2 separate regions of the Macaca mulatta genome follow, and region 2 is linked to region 1. The links are chromatin contacts, called in public Hi-C maps. All regions are on one chromosome and are shown on one strand. The core of a region is the stretch at or near the end of the contact, and the rest is flanking DNA. Distances in the headings are between cores, read along the strand shown. Region 1 holds the start of NCAPG2 (non-SMC condensin II complex subunit G2). Region 2 holds the start of ESYT2 (extended synaptotagmin 2).

Region 1 (2,882 bases), core at 187-2,686:
GCAGGCTACTCTTCGCACAGAAGGTCCGGTACTGAATCAAGATGAGCATTAAAAAGAAGAAATCCCTGTAACCTTGTCACTACCCGTGACTTTCCACTCTGTCCCCAAACTCCTTCCTCATTGACACAACAAGAGGCACCAAACCAGCAACAAGAGTTCAGGAGACTGATGTCTCTGAGGACAATGCCCATGTCCATGGCTGGGGAGATACTCTCTGAGGGAAGTGCCTACATCCAGGGCTCAGGGAGACTCTCTCTAAGGGGACACTGTCTGAGGGCAGTGCCCATGCCCAGGACTGAGGGGGTCGCTGAGGGCACTGCCCATGCCCAGGACTGAGGGGGTGGCTCTCTGAGGGCAGTGCCCAGGCCCAGGACTGAGGGGATTTACTCTCTGAGGGCAGTGCCCAGGCCCAGGACTGAGGGGACACTGAGGGCAGTGTCCATGCCCAGGACGGAGGGGGTGGCTCTCTGAGGGCAGTGCCCAGGCCCAGGACTGAGGGGATTTACTCTCTGAGGGCAGCGCCCAGGCCCAGGAATGAAGGGACACTCTGAGGGCAGTGTCCACGCCCAGGACGGAGAGGCTCACTCTCTGAGGGCAGTGCCCATGCCCAGGACTGAGGGAGTCACTCTCTGAGGGCAGTGCCTAGGCCCAGGACTGAGGGGACACTCTCTTGAGGGCAGTGCCGATGCTCAGGGCTGGGGGGTCGCTCTCTGAGGGCAGTGCCCATGCTCAGGGCTGGCGGGTCACTCTCTGAGAGCGTGCCCGCGCCCGGGGCTGAGGGGACTCTCTCTGAGGGCAGTACCGACACCCAGGACTGAGGGGTCACTCTCTGAGAGCGTGCCCGCGCCCGGGGCTGAGGGGACTCTCTCTGAGGGCAGTACCGACACCCAGGACTGAGGGGACTCTCTCTGAGGGTAGTGTCCATGCCCAGGACGGAGGGGACACTCTCTGAGGGCAGTGCCCATGCTCAGGGCTGGGGGGTCGCTCTCTGAGGACAGTGCCCGCACCCGGGGCTGAGGGGACCCTCTCTGAGGGCAGTGCCCATGCCCAGGACGGAGGGGACACTCTCTGAGGGCAGTGCCCATGCTCAGGGCTGGGGGTTCGTTCTCTGAGGGCGTGCCCGCGCCTGGGGCTGAGGGGACTCTCTCTGAGGGCAGTGCCCGCGCCCGGGGCTGGGATTTTCCTCCGACACGGACAGGAAGGACGGGCGTCGCTGAGCTGGGAAGGGGGGATGGCCCGGGGTCGCCTCTTCCGTCCGGTCCCGTCAGACGCAGCACTGCCCGCGCGCTGGTCGGCAGCCCACTTAGGGAAGTGGAGGCCGAGACCCCGACCAGCCGAGGAGGGGCTTCCGCCCGATCCCTGCTACCTCCCAGCCTCTGCTCTGAACCCAATCCCGGCTCCGCACCGCAGCTCTCACCTGGGCTCGGGGACCCGCCGTTTCCCGCGCTCGGACCAGATTCAAACGCACCCGCCGGCGCCCCAGACGGGCCCCGCCCTCCCGGTCGTCACCCAGCGCCGCTCTCGCGAGAGCTGGGGCGCCGCGATCCTCGGGCCCCACCCACACGCCCGTTCCGCCCCGCCTCCAGATCATGCCCCGCCCACATGCCCGCCGGTCTTCCTCCTGTCTATGCCCCGCCTCCCAGTGCCCTACCGGGCACCACGGAACGCGCACGCGCGGCGCCACAGCTGGGGAACCCATGCACGGTGCGCGCGCCGACGTCCACTGCGAGCTTGTGCGCGTCCTGGGGCCTCCGCGGAGGGAGTGCGCGGTCCAGGAGAGGGCGGGGCGCTGGGAGCGGGCGGTGTTGGGGGAAGGAGGAAGGAGAGGAAGGGAGAGACGGGGAGAGGAAGGAAAGGTTTGGGGCGGGGAGAGGCCACAGGGCCGTGTCTGGATCCCCGGGAGGACCCCACCCCGGCCTGGCCGGCTACCGTGACCGCCCTCCCTGCCAAGGGGTCACCTGTCCGGCCTGCACCCAGTAGGTGCGCCCTGGGCAGGTGCTTCCCCCGCAGAACTCCCACCCCCCCACCCCCGGCAGGTAGGCTGCCCATAGGGTGGAGAGCGAGAGGCCTTAGCGGGGACCCTCGAAGGCACCCGTGTGAAGGAGGAGTAGCAATGTCATTTAATTCTTCGGACTTAAATGCCAAAGGCACATACTGATCTATCAATCTCTTTTAATTTGTGTCAGCGAATAACTTCATTGGGCGTTCCCAATTTTTGTTGAAAGCAAATTCTTAGAAAATGGTGCTCTTTACCACCGAGCTCTGCATCCCTTCGTGAGGATTTGGCCTTCCATGGTGCTATGTTCTTTCATGCTTGAGATGTCTAGAGTGGTATCTGTTTTCCTGGCTGAACTCAAACCAGAGGTCTCGGCGAGATTGAAGTCGTTGCACTGTGGGAGCACAGCACCACCCAGTAGGAACATCATGGGAGCCACAGTGCAATTGTAAATTTCTAGTGACCACATTAGAAAAAAATAAATAGGTGACATTGATTTTTAAATATGTTTTATTTAGGCTAGTGTATCAAAAATATTTATATTACTTGTTGGAATATCGTTTCAACAAGCAATATAAAATTATAGCAGGGAGAAGAGTGGTTTACTGGGAAGCTTGCAACAGTGAAGCAAGGCAGGCTGCAGAGGGGAGGGAGAAGACCCACTCAGAGCATGCCGAGTTTCGGACCCTTGTCAACAGGTGGCCGATATCTAACATCGCCTATTTCATCCTGGAGCTCCAGCCACCTCTGACCTCTTCCCTCCATACACAGACATCTCCTTCCCTGCAGTTTCTTGAATTTTGGTGCCCTCACCTTCTTCTCACTGCTTTCTTCTTAGCAATTTCCTTCATATCCAAGGTGCAAACTGCCACCTTTGAGCAGTGAC
Region 2 (2,882 bases), core at 145-2,644, 130 kb after region 1:
ATTACATTTTTTTTAAACCGAGAGAAGGAAAAGCTGAAGCCACCTGGAGCATTTCCAGGCCGGCAGGGCGTTGGGAAGGAGCACGAGAATCGCGCTGGGCGCTCTGAGAGCCGAACCGGCCGCTCAGGCCCCTAAGGAGACCCCGCGGGCGGCACCAGAAGGAAGCGCGCGCTCCGGCAGCGCCGCGGCCGAAGAGGGGGCGCCACGCCCGGTACCTGCCGCTGGCGCTCGGGGTCCGCAGGCCGGGGGAGGGAAACGGGCTTTGTGAGAAGGAGTCTCCAGGAAGCCGCGCGGGACAGCGAGGGCAGACGCGCCCAGGACCCGGAGCCTGGGCGGGCGGGGAAGCGGAGACCGGGGACGCCCGACTCGGACGGCGGGAAGGCACGGAGCACTCAGGACTCGGGCGGGAGCGGAGGGCGGCGGCCCCAGGCGGACAGGTTCGCAGGGAGTGGGCCGGAGGCTGGGGCGGGGCTGGGGTCTGCACTCGCCCGAGTGGGCAGGTCGCGGGCAGGGGAGCGCCTGCGTGGACAGGCTGGGAGTTGGGGCTGGGGGTCGGGGCGGGGTCTGCAGTCACCTAGGCTGGCAGGTCGCAGGAACAGCGCCGGGGGTCGGGGCTGGGGTCTGCAGTAGCCCAGGCGGGAGGGGAGCGCCTGCCTGGACCGGGGTGGGTGGGGGACTACGAAGGCGGGAGTCGGGGCGGGGCTGGGGTCTGCGAACTCGCCCAGGCGGCAGGTCGCGGGCAGGGGAGCGCCTGCCTGGACCGGGGTGGGTGGGGGACTACGAAGGCGGGAGTCGGGGCGGGGCTGAGGTCTGCGAACTCGCCCAGGCGGCAGGTCGCGGGAAGGGGAGCGCCTGCCTGAACGAGGAGGGATCGGGACCGGGGGCCAGGGGTCCGGGCGGGCAGGGGTCTGCACTCACCCAAGCGGGCAGGTCGCAGGCGCGCACCCCCAGGCGCACGGCGCGCTCCTCGTCCTCCAGCAGCGCCAGCGCGCGGCACAGGCGCAGGGCCTTGAGGCCGCGGCTGCGGCGGCACCAGGCGAGCAGGGCGAGCGCCAGCAGCACCCAGCTGAAGCTGAGCCCCAGGTAGCCCAGCGCGTACACGGGCAGCAGCAGCGCGAAGCTCCGCGCCAGCTGCGCCAGCAGCCCGGGCAGCTCCAAGCTCAGCACGCCCCCGGGGTTCTCAGGCGCCGCGCGGCCCCCAGCCCCGCCGGCGCCCGCCTCCGGGCCCTCGCCCCGGGCGCCGCTCATCGCCCCGCCGTGCCGCGCTGCCCTCCCGGCCGAGGCGGGCTGGGTGCTCGCGCTGATCCCGGGCGGCTCAGCCCCGCGCCAGCGCCCCTCTGAGGGGACGCGGCTCCGCCGCACGCCCGCCTCTTCCCGGGACGGCGACGTCATCACGCGGGGCGGGAGCGGCGTGGGCCTGAGGCTGGCACGTCACCGGGAGTGGGCGGGGTGGATGTGACGTCATCGCGCGAGGCGGGCCGTGGGCTGGGTCGATGACTACTGGAGTGGGCGGGGCAGGCGCACGACGTCATCACGCGGGGCGCTGTGTCTCGGCTGGCGGGAGTCGGGACCGGGAAGGAGAATGCTTGTTGCGTGGGTCGGGCGCGCCTGCGTCCTCTCCGAGCCCCAGCCCCACAGGGCACCCTCCCCACTCGCCGGTGGCCTCGGAGCCCGCGGGCGGTTCTGGCGCGGCGTCGCGCCGCGGCGTGGGACTCCCGAGGCGGCTTCCGGGTGCGTGGCTGCGCTCTTCGAGGCGCGGGAAGTTGCCGTCGTCAAACCCGAAGACTGACCGGCCCTGGGAGCTGCTGGCAGGCGTGGGGGTGCGCGGCCGCTGAGCGCATCCGGGGTGGCGGGGGGATGAGAGGGCGGCGGCCCTGTTTGCGGTAACTCCCCGGCCACGAGGACCGGTGACGAGGGCGCCCGCCGGAGGTCAGACGGGCGTTGCTGGCGGGAGTCCTCCAGTATTTCTTCGGTGTGAGGTTGCGTAGCCAGTGTGCACGGTTGTGGCTTTTGCGCAGTCTCTCGGGATGGTCTTGTTATCCGGCATTCCGGCGGGAGAACGCTGCCTCTGTGGCCCTTCCCACCTTGCTTGTCAGGGTTTTAAACACGAACGTCTCCGTTGTGAGCCTGACAACTCTCACACAGTTCAGTTGGCTTTAAGATGCCTTTAATCCCAAAAACCCTCCCTGAGGGGTGTGGTAGTGCCGGGCAAAGACCACCGCAAGCGCCCAAGGGACGCTGTTGACACCCGGGAACTCACCCCGGGCACCACGCGGCTTCGCCAAAGGTGTTAATACTGTGGCCAACTATTAATAGCTGTTTCAGACGACTAATTTTGGGCCTTGCCTGTGATTCCTGAGATCATTTTTCAGTTAACTCAAAAACACGACTATTGATCACTTTATTTTCCGGTGAGTTCAATCGAGATAATTATATTTGTTTTGAAATCTCTTTCAAGGAAACTTCAAGCCAAACAGTAGCAAAGAACATCCTACTTGACTGTTTTTGAGCATATTCAGTGAATTCCAAGGGAATTTTCAGTGAATTTGTAACAGAGTAGGGCACTGGCAGGTACTGAATGAGTAAACAAATGCCCAGAAGAAGCAGGGTCACCTTTTCATGGGAATCTCTCTCCCCTCATTCCTGTGTCTGCAAAATTTTGTGTGCATATGTATGTGGAGATTATATCACATAGGTAAAACATTGCAGAGTCTAAACGCTCAACTCCAGGCAAGGGCAGTAAACCCCAAGCAAGAGATGGAAGTGGTTTCCTTTTTCTTAATCTTCACAGTCCCTGGTTTGCTGCAGCAGCAAATTATATTATGTAGATTGTAAATATGCGACCAGTTAATGCTCCTAACACCACCTTTCATTCAAAACTA

Evidence for each region. Hi-C and Micro-C count contacts between places; a contact is called where the count stands out from the background.
Region 2: a Hi-C map of liver shows a contact between it and region 1, with 2.8 times the contacts expected there. The contact joins the promoter of ESYT2 here to the promoter of NCAPG2 in region 1. A contact is called at or near these places in 2 of 14 Hi-C or Micro-C datasets (blood and liver).

What each region holds. Positions count from the first base shown.
Region 1 is chr3:198,134,289-198,137,170 of T2T-MMU8v2.0, forward strand. It overlaps NCAPG2 (non-SMC condensin II complex subunit G2), which reads right to left and starts at 1,437. Exons shown (of 28, transcript NM_001258148.1): 1 at 1,418-1,437.
Region 2 is chr3:198,262,110-198,264,991 of T2T-MMU8v2.0, forward strand. It overlaps ESYT2 (extended synaptotagmin 2), which reads right to left and starts at 1,395. Exons shown (of 23, transcript XM_015135385.3): 1 at 919-1,395. The coding sequence starts at 1,392. It overlaps DYNC2I1 (dynein 2 intermediate chain 1), which reads left to right and starts at 265. Exons shown (of 25, transcript XM_077997833.1): 1 at 265-437.